Linked DNA regions of Mus musculus: region 2 is linked to region 1. The links are chromatin contacts, called in public Hi-C maps. All regions are on one chromosome and are shown on one strand. Each heading gives the region's core, a stretch centred on a gene start, on an enhancer-like site or on the middle of the called end of the contact. The rest is flanking DNA. Distances are from core to core; before and after follow the strand shown.

Region 1 (7,131 bases), core at 4,021-6,520:
TTATGCTTTCTAAGGTTAAATCCAGACACATCAATTATGTGAGAAAAGAATCTTTGGTTATCAGGGAAGTCAATCTCTGGTAAATAACTTAGCTTTGAGTTTCCTGGTTATACACAGCTTATTATTAAGAAAGGGTTAATTTTCAGTGTGCTGAAGAGAATAGGTTTCTACACTTTGGTTAGTAATATGGACTGAAGTTAAATGTAAAAGCATAAGGGATTAATTTTATCTTTCAAGATACCCAATAAAAGTAGCATGGTTTTAGATTCATAATGACCTAACTTTTAGTTGTGGCTGGGTATTTCGCTAGCTTGAAGTCATAGGGAGTCATTTTAACTTCTGTCATCTAGCTTTCATCCTCCTTAAAATAAAGTTAATGGTACCTACCTTACAGAACTGACAAGGGTTCAGGACATTGTTGCTCCTTAATAAATGGTAATTGTGTTATCACAGAAAGGAAATAGGAAAACATTACTGATTTCTTGTATAATTAATTACAAAATAGTGTAATCTCTTAATTTGATGTATATCATGAACTTATTTAATACAACAAGTGCATGGAGTACTACTTATTATTTTATACTACAAAAAAAAAAAAAACCCTAAGGAACAGAGAAGTTATGTAATGTTCTCAAGGTCATTCAGCAGATACCAGAGCCAAATCTTGCTGTATGACAGCAGAACAGCCTCTTTCAGCCACTTCAGTAAAAGCCTGCAAATACTAATGTAAGATGGCAGCATTCACCTGACACAAGGTACCGCTTTCTGTACCTAAAACATCCACCACGCCTAAATCAAAACACAGAACCTATAACCTTTAAGGAGTTTCCAATATGGCGACTGGAAACAGTTACATCACCTGAAAGCTCTGACTCAGAACCTGGGCTATTTCTCTGGTTAAGAAAACAAAAGGTCTCCTTCAAACTCCTCTTATTTAAGAAGCATAAAAAAATGGTCTAACTTTACTTATTTATTGAATTAATCAAGGTGTCTACATTTCAAAGTGGGAATAAAATTGTTACCTTTATGTTAAGGTCTTTTACGAGATTGCTATGTGTTTAACATCAAAATGGGCCATGAAAGAAACGTCTTTCTACCAAGAATATCAACTGTTACATCAAAATGTAGATTAATGTTCAAAGGTCATACAAGCAAAGGAAAGTAGGTAAAAATCCTATTTCGACACAAAGAACAAACAGAAGCCAGGTAAACATAAATTAATGCCTCTATTTTTTGTGTATTCCCTTTATCTTTCTTGTTATAGTTTCCATTAATACTTCCCACTATATATTAGGTAGGGTTATGAAAGTTTACCTGAAATGATTTTATGTCATGTACTCTAGAGGGACAGACTACTTATGTGTCATTAAATCCCAAAAGCAGTTGTGTACAATTCACATAACACACATAAGGCAAAAAGACTGTTGAAATAAAATGCTAATCATATTTCAATTTTAAGCATTTGTTTCAAGAATGATACCACAGATAATAAGTAATTATGTAAATTAAACTGGGCTACTAACCTAGCAGTTGTAGCATTTGCCTTTTATTCAGTTTAAAGGGGGAAACAAATTGTTCAGAAGCCAAGAGGGTTGGTTAAAGCAATGGAGTACTTTTCAGTTCAGCTTGGGAGAAAGCTGCTCAGAGGGGAATTTTCTGCATCCCTTTGCCATAAACATGGAAACCAAAAGATAACCAGAAACATGGGGAAAATGGGAAGAATTTCTTAATCTTTCTAAAGGCAACTGGCATGTAATATAAAACTGTCTGCTTTGCAAATATAAACCTAGTTATGAACAGAAATGTCCCTGGTTCCCTGCACAATAGACTACTTGTAGGGATCACATAGGACAGGGCTCACCTGATTCTGTCTGTCTGCTGGCAGCTCTCAGCATGTGGCTGTAACTTGCAGGTGTTCTTTCAAGTCTGATCATTTCCTGAACCTCCTTTTTGTAATCCACTCATTAAATTGTGCATCCTCCATATGTTTGAGGTTGATTCTGCTTTTCCAGTGCTGTGATGGTGACAGTCCTGTTGTGGGATCTGGATGTTTTTCTTTTTCTTTTTTTTCTTTTAAATTGAGGAACTCTGAAGGTATCTTGTAGTAATACTTTGGGTACACTGACTCTCACTGGCTTATGTACAGACCATGTTTATATTGTTGTTCTCATTTTATCTGTTGGCTTGCCATTTCTTAATGAAAACTGTACAGAACCATCTTTAAAAATTGCTACCAAACAACTGACATTTAATTCAGATCATGCCTTACGTGTAACGTTCCAAAGATGATAATTTCCTTTTTGATCCAGTCATTATGGGATAACAGCAATGATTTATATAAAATGTAAAAAAGCATTTTGTGATTCATTTAACCTCTATATAGTCTTACACTTAATTTGTGTGGTTTATTCAAATAGTGTTTTTTTCTTATGAAATCATGTAAGTAGGAACCATCTGGAAAGGTTACTGTAGAAACGGCAGGGCCTGGGGTGGGGGTGGGGCTAGAGAGCAAAAGATGCCATGACAACCTTTTTCGGGTTTCCCAGGAAACACGGGTTGCTATGGGAACTGCATCAGTCAGGTCCGAATTAGTAACTTCCGCTGGAAGGGGTGTCTGACACTTTAATCTTCCTGTGATACTGCAGAAGCTTATCTCTCGGATGCATCAGGAATTTCTGTTGTTTCTCCCGGCAGCACTGAAAATGAGTTTCTAGACTTTCGTAGATATTGGCTGGGGCATGAACTCACAACTTCATTGGAATCTGTGTCTAATGTTTTCAAAATGCTTTGCAAACTTTGAAGAGTTAATAGCCAGATCAGGACATTCGGGGCATTTCCCTTTTGGTTCAAAATTATTGTGAACCTTAAGTCCTTAGGGGAGAGATTCAAACTGAAAGATCAGTCAAAAACAAAATAAATTTATAGTGGGCTTACGCGTCAACGCTCTAGTTAGACTTTCCACCCACATATCCAGAGGTTAGGTAGTTACAATAACTAGTCCGGAAATAATATTGAAAAGTCCACCAGTCAGGAGCTTCATTTAGGTTCCGCCTCCTTTACTTAGTAAAGAAACAACTATCTTTTGATTTTGAGGTTAAACAGTTACTCTGACTCTATAGTTTCACTTCCTCTCAGGATGTGGCTGTAGGGCTCACACAAAAAAACCACGCTTAATGTAAGTTTGTTGGTCACAAAATTAAGAGACAGGGAGAGAGAGAAAAAAAGAGCTGAGAGAATGCAGCCCACTTGCAAAAACAGGCACCTGTTTCAGTATGAAGCAATAGGGAGAATGAAGTGTGCTTCCTCACTTCTTGTACTTTCCTTGATGAGTGGTCTGGAAATGTATAAATCAAGGGCATACACAGACCAAGGGGGCATGTTCCACACAATACTGGGCACAGAATTGGCAACCGTATCATATATTAGACATCAGTGAATATCTTCTTGATGTTGACACAGGAGTTGGGGTTATTGTTCGTGGTGCAAGTGGCTGTGGAGTTGCCCGTTTTGAAGGGGGTCTGCGGGAAGGCGCTGTGGTTCATACCCCCCTCTTCGATCACCATATACTCCGACTTACTCAGAGTGGAGTTACTCCGGGCTTTTCGGAGCTCCTCGGCTGAAGAGGAGAGGTGCTGGCAACTGCCCACGTGCATGTACTGGGCTTGCTCTTCCCCTTCTGTCTCCCGGTGGTAGAAGTAGTTGAAGTTGGAAACAATCACAGGAACTGGCAATGCAATGGTCAAGACACCTGCGATGGCACAAAGAGAGCCCACAATCTTGCCTCCTATGGTCACTGGGTGCATATCACCATAACCAACAGTTGTCATGGTTACTACTGCCCACCAGAAGGCATCCGGGATACTGTTAAAACCCGAAGAAGGGTCGTCTGCCTCAGCAAAGTAGACTGCACTGGAGAAAAGGATGACCCCAATGAAGAGGAAGAATATGAGCAGCCCCAGCTCCCGCATGGAAGCCTTCAGCGTCTGTCCTAGGATCTGCAGCCCCTTAGAATGGCGGGAGAGCTTGAAGATGCGGAAAACCCTTACTAGGCGGATGACTCTCAGGATGGCCAGCGACATGGCCTGCTGCCCATTACCTTGTCGTTCAGCCAGCTCAGTGCCCAGAGTGATAAAATAAGGAATGATGGCCACAATGTCTATCAAGTTCATGATATTTCTGGAGAAGGTGGCTTTACTGGGGCAAGCAAAGAACCGCACCAGAAGCTCAAAGGAGAACCAGATGATGCACAAGGTCTCCACCACGAAGAAGGGGTCCGAGAAGCTGGAGGCTCCAGAAGGGGCCCCCGACGTGCTGTTGTTGGCAGCCTCAAACACGTCCTGCGACGGGGAGGCGGGATAGTCTTTCTCATCGCGAAACTCGGGAAGCGTCTCCAAGCAGAAGATGACAATGGAGATGAGAATGACCAGCACTGACACAATGGCAATGCCCCGGGCCGGCCCGGAGCTCTCCGGATATTCGAAGAGCAGCCACACCTGGCGCTGGAAGTCACGGCGGGGCAGGGGTCGCTCCTCCTCCCGCAGGAAGCCCTCATCCTCACGGAACTTTTCCATGGCCTCCTCACCCAGCTGGTAAAAGCGGATCTCCTCGGAGAAGATGTCGATGGGCACGTTGACCGGCCGGCGAATGCGGCCCCCGGACTGGTAGTAGTAGAGGATGGCGTCGAAGCTGGGTCGGTTGCGGTCGAAGAAGTACTCATTGCGGAGTGGGTCAAAGTACCGCATGCGCCGCTTGGGGTCGCCCAGCAGTGTCTCGGGGAACTGGCAGAGGGTCTTGAGCTGCGTCTCGAAGCGCAGCCCAGAGATGTTGATGACCACACGCTCGCCGCAGCAATCTTGCTCGCCCGCGGCGGGCAGCGCGGGTGGCAGTGGCTCGTAGCGGTCGCAGCCGCCACCGCCGCCGCCACTGCCACAGCCTCCCTGAGGCGGGTCCCCGCCACCGCCTCCCGCCGCCTCTGGCTCCAGCAGGTGGTCCCCGGGCACCACGGTCATGTCTGGCGGCAGCTCGGCGTGGCCGGGGCTCTGCAGGATGCGCGCGCCGCCTCCTGCGGGGTCCGGTGCAGGGTGGGCGCGGTGATGGGTGGAGGGCTGCGGCGGTCGAGCGCGGGAGGCGGCGGTGCTTTCCTTCCCTGCTGGCGGCTGCCGGCCCGAGTCGCTCCTCCTGGAGCTCCCCGCCCCACCGCCGCCTCTGCCCTACGAGCCCGGCCCCGCCGCCTGTTGCTGCGGCTGCCGCGAGGCTCTGTCTGGGCTGGCGCGGCCCGCGGGGCTGCACGGTCCAGACGCCTCCTCCTCCCTCCTCCGCACCCCTCCCCGCGGGGCGCGCGCCCGCCTCTCTGCCACCGCCCCCGGGTTTCCCGCCCACCGCGCGCGCGCGCTCCGCTTCCCGCTTGCCACCCTTGTTCCTCGACCTTCTTTGTCACTGGATCGCCGCCAACTTGCACCCCACTCCCCAGACTCCGCGGAACCCCTACCCAGCCACGCTGGCCTTGGAGGAACCCGGCCGCCTGACCTCGTTCCTGGGCTCTGCTTGCTCGCTCCTGGTCAGCGCGCGTTCCCTTCCCGCGCGTGGTCGAGACCTAATCTCAGGGCTGTTATACCCACGCAAGGACCACACCTCATCCCTCGAAGGGAGGCCTCCTGGCCCTTGACACTTTGCCAAGAAGGGCAAGTTCCACTAGAGTAGGTAACAAAAAGTCCCAAGCAAAGGAGGCATCCAGGCATCCAGACCCTGAATGTCTTGGGAGGAGGGGCTGCAGGCTAGGTTGTCTGGGCTAGTGCAGGATAGGATAGTCTGGGGCCAGCATCCGGATTTAGAGGGGTAGAATAATGCTAAAACCTGGGTGTTGGTGCAGTAAACGATATTTTTGGACAGGAAGCAATGGGTTAATGGGTAACATGGGGTCTCAAGTCTTCCCAGCAGTCTAAAAAGAGGGTCCTTAAAGGCATCTGGAGACCTCATTTTTATAATGGTTAGCTCAGTGCGGGCAGAATCAGGGGCAAGTTTCTGGTTGGGATTAGTGAGGGCAGTGGAAAAAAATAAGAGGGAATGGTAAAGAAAATTCACCACACCTTACTGTGTGACGAACAGGCCCAATACCTAGCGTTTAATTAACACAATGATACCTGCCCTTGCAGTAGGGAACTCGAGAAAGTGTATTTTAGCTGTTAATGTGGGAAAGCCTTCATTTTGCAGATTGTGCCTCTCTTGCTTGATATGGGCCTACAGAAAATATTATCTCCCTTAAACTGTTTCTCTAAATTGTGCTGGTTGCTTTAAACATAATTTCTGTTCCCAGACATTTAGCTACCCCAAGTATAAGTACCAGAGTTACAAAATTCTGTTACCCCCTTGAATCATTGCAATCGTTTGCAAAAGAGGAACTATTGTCTAGACATTCACTCATTCCATGAAGTTAGCTGAAAATTCAGTTTGATGTAAGAGTGATCTGTCGTCATGTTTTTCTTACCCCCTCTCCCAACTACTAAACTATGATAAAGAGGGCTTGCCCAACTTCTGTTGTTAGCAACTTGGAAATCCTGGGATCTCAGCATTTGTTTGTTGTACTGAATTCTGCAACAAGTGATGCTTTGTATTTATTTCTGTCTGCTCTGGGGAGATATTTCTTCTTTTGAGTTCAGGACCCTATTGTGATTCCTGGGCTGGGGAGCGAGGGAGAGCTGAGCCAGCAGTCCAATCACCCTACAAGTTTCTAGAGCAGCATTTGGGGGTGTAACAAGCACCAGGTTTTCGTTTGTTTGTTTGTTTGTTTGTTTGTTTTTGTTTTATCATTCCTTCATGTTTCGCTTTACAACCATCTGAGTGCTGGGCACTGCAGAGAGTGGAGTCTATTGTCAGATGAAGAAACTGGGAAACCATTTAAATCCCTCTTAAATACACAGTTTCAGAGCAATCTGTTGTGCAATGGTCAGCTTCTTATTTTAACCAGTGATTAGGGGAACAGTTGATGAATATTTACATATTTATTTTTGTAAATCTAAGATTGGGAAAGACGGAGTGTCACAAGGAGAGCTCACTGAGAGGCAAAGACCCTATTTTTAAAGACTGTTTCTTGCACTTCTATGTCTGACTGGGGAGATGATTTATTCTTACTTT
Region 2 (6,812 bases), core at 3-2,502, 120 kb before region 1:
TTAACAGCTCCATAATGTAACAAAAGAAATGGGTCCTTCCCTGCTTCCTACTTTGCTCAGAGATTTGGGTGTCAAATTGTCTCCTCACAGGCAAGAGGTGGCTGCTGAAGTTCCGGACATCACATACAGTCATGAGTATATGAGCACCATTTAAAGTAATCCTTTTCAGCACCCTGTTCAGTTTCTCTTCAGTTTCTTGGCCAAAACCAGCTCACAGTATGATTCATGTGTTAATAACTTGTATGAGTTAGGATTACACCATATTCTCTCAGTAAGGGACACCCTCAACAAAAGCAGGTTCTCTTGATAAAGATGGCAAGGGGAGTGGATTCTTTGAAGGTCACTGAGGGTGCCTGCCAACTAGAAGTGGAGACAGAGAAAATTCTGAACTGTCCCCAGAGAAGGCAGATTTTCCAGGTTGGAACCCCCCCCACCCCAATCTCAGCCAATCAATTCAGGCCTTTTCTTCAACAGAACTAAAGTTAGAGGGTCTTGGAGTAGCAAAGTCATTCTTAAACTCTGTCGGTCATGAGGTGAATTGGGGTAAGGGTTAAAAAAATGCCCATTTCAGATTTCCCAGTGAACACCTGAATAGAAGTCCTGGGAGGAGGAGGAGGAGGAGGAGGAGGAGGAGGAGGAGGAGGAGGAGGAGGAGGAGGAGGAGGTTGTTAGGACTCTGTCAGACGAGATCCTCAGGCAATTCAGATGGAATAGGATCTTGGAAACTAGCAGGCTCTATATTACAGGAGAGCCACACCTAGAGGGGAGACTTAATCTATCCCAGTTCCCACGGAGGGTAGGTTAGTCTCAGAGAGGGCCAGTAGGAAGCAATCCAGTGCGCGGAGTCTTTCTTTGTGCGGATGGGGTGGAACCATGATTCTTGTGAGTCTATCTGAACCGTAACACCTCACTACATTCAGTTCTTAAATGACCCTGGTCTGAGGCTTCATTTTGCAAATGGGTGCACACAGAACCTTGGGCAGTACGGACAGACAGAATTCCACCTCTCTTGGCTCAGCCTGTGTATCTTAGCAGCTCGATGGGGGCTCTGCGTTCTTCCCACTTTTTGAAGGTAACCAGGCAGGTCCAGCTGGGGACAAAGTTTAAGGGATTCTTGTCTTCTGAAGACATGAACTCCCCTGTGGTAGAAGAGCCAGTCCCTGCAGAGCTGTTGCCTCCCAGGAGGCCATTTCCATATGCACAGGGCTAGCCTGGCCAGCAGAGGTCACTGGGCGGGTACAAATGCGGCTTGCAGAGCAAGCTGTTCGGTGGCCGCCCCCGCGCCCTCTCTCAGATTCCTCCCTGCAGTCCGAAGCTGGGCGCTTAGAGCATGCTGCAGTTTTTATCTTGTTGAGAAAGATCGGGTGGCAGTGGGTGGCTGGTGCCGAGTGCAATAAGCCTGGCTGTGCGCCCTGGCCCCAGGGTTCCGACCACTACGCCCCTCCCTCGAGGGAACTGCAGAGATTTGCCTGGGATCTGCTGCCATTTTTCCTTCCCAGTCTGTATCGGGCCGCGGAGACTAGCCCAACCAGAGCCTTCAAACCAGAGCTTTTGCTGCCTGAAGCACTCCTGAAGCCATCATCAAAGCCTGCATGCAGGGGGTGGTGGGGGCCAGGAAAGTGGGTTAGCGATTTCATTTTAGAGCAAGAATACCCCAAACTCTTGGAGGGTCTTGCAGCAAGGATATTAAACATGAAGGCAGCAAGTCTTTGAATTCCTATTTAGCTGGGCATCTTGATAGGTTATTCTGCATCGTGGTCTCTGCTGCTGTACAAAGCATGTAGTGATCTTACCTGCCTCATGGGGGTGCTACAAGGCTCTAAATAGAAAGTTTGGGGGCAGAACCTGACACAGGGTCAGAGCTGTTCTTGTTTTGTACTCTTGATATCAATGCCAACATCTTTCCAGTCCCAAAGTCTACCAAAAGAAAGTGAGACTCCTTCAGTCATGGCCACTGCTGGCCTTGGAGCCGCTAATGCACCTCACTGCAGCAGAGGACGCCTTGAGCTCTCACAGGGCTTCTCCACCAACCAGAGCCAATAAACCATCCATCTATTGCCAGAGAATGGTCCTCAGGGAGCATTCTCTTTACCTCATGTCCTACCTTATTGTAGCTTATGGGTCTGTGGGCCCTTGGTGCCCTCACCAGGGTTTAAGTGAGGCCACGAGGGACAAGACTTTGCCGAGTGGTACAAGGAAGTGCTGTGTGTTTGGTTACATCTCTGTTTCCAGCAGATGGGCCTAGTCTTTGGCATTGTCTTTAGAGGACTCTGCAGGTCTTTCCTGTAGCTGTGGCTCCCTAGGCCCTCCCTGGTGACTATGTCTATTGAAAGAGCTCTTTGTACATGGCCATCTGGGAAAAGAATGGCAGTTGGAATGCCCCCGCAACTGCCTGCCAGTATCATTCAGCCCCCTGGGTGGGCGAGGGCCATATAGCCTGCCAGGAGCGTGATGATGCTCAACTGCAGACCAGATTCCTTAGTTCCCACGCACCACGCATGGCTGTCCCCTCTCTGCAAAGTGTGACAGAAGGAGCGATGGACTAGGACTGAGGAGACTTGAGTTGTCCTCGGGCAAGGTTCTTCACCTCTTTGATGGTAGGATTTTCACTTATACAGTGGTACAATGCACACACACACACACACACACACACACACACACACACACACACACACACACACACAGACCCTTGTACATGCTAGACAAGTATCTGCAATTGAACCACAAACATACCTTTAAAATAGAGATAATGGTAGCTGTGCTCCCCAGGAAGTCTAGAGGGATGGTGCCCGTAGGTCTTTGACAGAAATACAAGACTAGAAGTAGGTGGGTACAGTTCCTGCTGAGTTATTGAACTGCCATGAATTCTGCACTGGTCATTTTTGTGGGCAATCAAATGGTTGCCAAGCAGAGGGCACAAAGGAGACTGATGAGGGAGGACTTTGACCTTGGAGATTCTCTGCTCTCACTTTATTGTAGAGGCAGGGCTCACGTATCTGATGACAGAGGCACATACAACTTACAGACTTCAATTAATGTGATTAATGTGGCTCATCACCACAGGCCAGTTTCCTGAAACAAAGATTTTCATGCAGGATGTTTATTGGACAGGGTGTCCAATACAATGACAGCAAGATTCAGGGGGACAGAATGCCATTCTGTGCCAAAGTTGGGGTTCCAACTGTCCCTATAGAGGACTCTGAGAAGGATGGCTCTTCTGAGAGGTTCCTACTTCAGGTTGAGGAGCAAGGGCATCATGTCTGTCCATCAATTTGTCGTTGAATGGGAGTGTCTTTCATAGATGCCCGTGTCTTCTGGGGTAGGCAGTACTTGTAGAAGGAAATAGTTGTAAGTGGTCAGCAGCCAAGAGCTGTCAGCAGCTGTGAGCATGAGGTGTCCACCCTGCAAGTTGGCCTGTTCGGTGAACACCCCACTCCACTTGGAAGGACTCTCATGATGTCTAATACTAATGACCAGGCTCTATGATCAATGCTGACTTCTTGGAAACTTCTAGGGCAGGACAATTCATCTCCTTTTCTTTCCTATCTGTTTATATGATATTAGAGGGTGCATTTTAGAATGCAGAGGCTTTTTCCTAATCCTCAGTAGACTGGGGGTGAACTAACCCTCTACCACCCAACCAAGACCAAATAATAAGTTCAGTTGTTCTTTCATAGTGGTGGCAAGGTTTTGGAAAAGGTTGAAGGCAACATTTCTTCAGCCTCCTTTTTAGGCCTCCCTCCTTTGTGTTCTTTATGCATCCTTGTGACCAACTTCCCCAGTTACTGTTCTATTGCTGTGAAGAGACACCATGACTGAGGCAACCCTTCTAAAAGAGAACATTTAATTAGGGGCTGGCTTATAGTTTCAGAGGCTTAGTCCATTATCATCATGGAGGTGGGGAGCATGGCAGCACACAGGCAGACACGGCACTAGAGAATTAGCTGAGAGTTCTATATTCTGATCTGGAGGGAAGGAGGGAGGGAGGAGGGAGAGAGAGAAAGAGAGGGGGAGAGGGAGAGATAGATAGGTAGATAGATAGATAGTAGACTAGTATGAGGGTTTGAACCTCAAAGCCCATCCTCAATGACACACTTTCTCCAAAAAGGCCATGCTGTCCAACCCATCTAATCCCTTCAAAGAATTTAACTCCCTGGTAACTAAGCATTCAAACCTATGAGCCTATGGGAGCCATTTTTATTCAAATCGGCATACCACCCTACCTGTACTTAAACTGTCCCTCTATCTGACTTGCTCTTGTTTGTCTCAGACCCAGTTCAGGCACAACTCTCCTCCCATCCTTGGAATATGTGCCACTTTGCTGAGATAATGAGTTAATGAATAAACAGTTCTCAGAAAAGTGCAGAGTACTGTTCATACATTACACACATACATTTACACCTGCTGAGCTCCACTCCAATGCTAGTTACTGTTACTCGGTCCTTTGACATAATGTGCACTTCACCATCCTCAGATAGAACTATGCTTTACTTTAATGGCTTGCTTCCTTTTCCTTGGTAAGCAGATAACACATCCTTTCTTGATACCCATGCCTTCTAGCACAGGGCCTGACAGAGTAGATAATCAGTAAAAATATGTAAAACGAATGGAGGCGTTATACTTCTGGTGGAATAGTTAAAAAATACACTCCTTTAAAGGATATTTAATCAGGGATACTTAGGAGTGGTTCACTGACAATGGTCAGTTGTGGCACCTAGTTGTTTAATAATTACTGAATATTGAGTTCATGAGTTGATATAGGTAGATGGTTGGTTGGGCAGACAGATGGATAGATGGAAGATGGATAGATGGAAGATGGATAGATGGTTAACAAACTGTGGACTAATGCCAGGGTTTGCAAATAGGACAGGATGACGGGTGAGAAGAAAAGGACTAAAATTTCACTGATGCCAAACCAATCAGGGATGAACTGAGGAGGAGACACCTGCAGCCCTTGCAGCCAGCCGCTGTGATCTTGCTTAGAGGAGACTAAGGAAGTGCTGCCCCTGCAGGTCCCCACCTGCAGGGAGTGTGTCTGCAGGGAAGGTGCTTGGTCATTACTCACTCTGACACATCCCCAAGGTCATGACAAATGCTGTGTGCTGAATCAGGGAGAGGTGGGCAGTGGGTGGATGGACTTTGCTGGAGACAGGGAACCAGAAGCTACGGTATCTGGGTCTTAAGAGGACTGATAGAAAGTTCCCCAAGGAAAGAATTGGGGCCAGAGACAGTGACCTTGTAAGAGGCTATCGAGGCTCTCACCAACCCCCCCCCCCCCCCCGAGAACATGTGCAGGTCTATGCTTCATTTCAGGAAGTCCCGCCTCCAGAGAGATCTTGTATCTGAATGTTGGTGTGATAAGCAAGCAGGTAGTTGATAGGCAGAAATAGTTTGTTGACAGCCACTTTGGTGAGAGAGCTGGGGTCTGTCAGCAAGGGACCACACTAGTCAATTGTCCCCCACCACTGTGATGAAATTCTCGACATAATCAAGTTAAAAGAGGACATTTTTATTTTGGGTCATGGTTTTAGAGAGTTTGGTTCACAGTCATTTGGACCTCTGTTTCTTGGTCACTGTGAGTCAGAACATAACAGAGTGTGAAGAAAGGGGCTTTTCTTTTCTGGTGGACGGGAATCAGGGAGCAAGGAGGACACTGAGAGAGGAGTAACCTTCAGAGCTACATCCCCTCAGATCTACTTCTGCTAGTGAAACCCCACCTCCTAAAGTTTCCAGAACTAGCATCCCAAAATAGTCTTACCAGATAAGCATGTTTTCAGCCATGAGCTAGTGGAGGGCATTCCCTACTGAAGTCAATGATAGGGATGCTCTAGTGCCATGGCAGAGGGAATTGGTTAAGAGAGGAAGATAGAAGCTTGGTCCTTGCTCTACAGAACCCTTGCTGTTGGTTCTGGATGGGGCAGTACTGTTTCCCTAGAGACCACAAAAAGTCTGGGGGGGGGGGCTGTAATTCTACCTTGAAAGGACAATGCTTTATATTGGACCCATGTCCAGGAAGGAGACATGTTCTGGAGTCTTGTAATGAAGGACAGCTCTGCACAAGAAAGAATTCTCTCAGTTCCAAAAGTAGCATCCTCCCTAAGAAATGGAGTTCAGCCAAAAGGGTCATTTTATACTACTCATTTGCAGTGCTTGATTCTCTGTCCTGTTTTCCCCAACACACTTAACCCACTAACACAGCCCCTTTCTCCTCCTGTTCACTGTGAGCCAGAGGAGGGAGGTGGAAAGTAAGTGAGAAGTAGCTAGACCTTCTGCCTGTGGGGCAGGCTCCCTGCTATAGCAGCAGGAGTTCTGACCAATGCACTAGAGGAGGTGGGCTTCTGGGAAGTGCATAGGGAGAATTCTGTCCATTTTCTAGTTCTCTTTGTAGAGTCCCTGATGCCTCCAGACAGACCATCACGAGGGTGTGGCTAGGCGGGGCTTGCAGCTCCATTGCCACCCTATGATGGGTCAGGAGCTACCTTACCAGCCTCCCCATCTTGGCTCTTTCCTTAGGCTCAGGACTGGGCTGTCAAGTATAGCTTGGGAAGCAGGGAGGGAGGGTGAGTCTAGCACCACATGTCCTGGAAGGACAAATGTGAAAATATAAAAAGCTTCTGGTCTTGGGGCCGAGTCACACGACTGGGTGGCCTGCCACCTTGGCTGTCGAATTGTCAGTTCCTGGGAGGGTTGATGCTCCAGCTTCAGCTAGGGCGGGGGTGGGTGGGAAAAGCTGGGTTGTGAAGATAACAGGTCTTGGTTGAGTCATGATTGAACTCTCCTGCAGATGTCTTCCAGCTTCAGAGGAGGAAACT

The links. A called contact is a pair of places that touch in the nucleus more often than the background predicts.
Region 2: a Hi-C map of cerebral cortex shows a contact between it and region 1, with 2.1 times the contacts expected there. The contact joins the enhancer-like site here to the promoter of Kcna3 in region 1. A contact is called at or near these places in 4 of 484 Hi-C or Micro-C datasets (CD8 T cells, DN3 thymocytes, cerebral cortex and 1 more), 3 of 115 datasets of contacts at active chromatin or transcription factors (CD8 T cells, double positive thymocytes and embryonic stem cells) and 1 of 9 other capture datasets (embryonic stem cells).

What each region holds. Positions count from the first base shown.
Region 1 is chr3:107,034,301-107,041,431 of GRCm38.p6, reverse strand. It overlaps Kcna3 (potassium voltage-gated channel, shaker-related subfamily, member 3), which reads right to left and starts at 5,270. Exons shown (of 1, transcript NM_008418.2): 1 at 3,303-5,270. The coding sequence starts at 5,009. The coding sequence ends at 3,423. It overlaps AI504432 (expressed sequence AI504432), which reads right to left and starts at 1,928. Exons shown (of 2, transcript NR_033498.1): 1 at 1,862-1,928. It overlaps Gm38712 (a long non-coding RNA gene), which reads left to right. Exons shown (of 4, transcript XR_003954542.1): 4 at 1-1,866.
Region 2 is chr3:107,154,656-107,161,467 of GRCm38.p6, reverse strand. No RefSeq gene overlaps it. Among named protein-coding and RNA genes, the nearest start is that of Kcna10, 25 kb to the left of the region's middle. Within about 2 kb of position 1,252, at least 33 of the 459 cell types and tissues checked have an H3K27ac peak or open chromatin away from gene starts, as enhancers often do. A contact at or near this core is called in cerebral cortex, where this site is marked.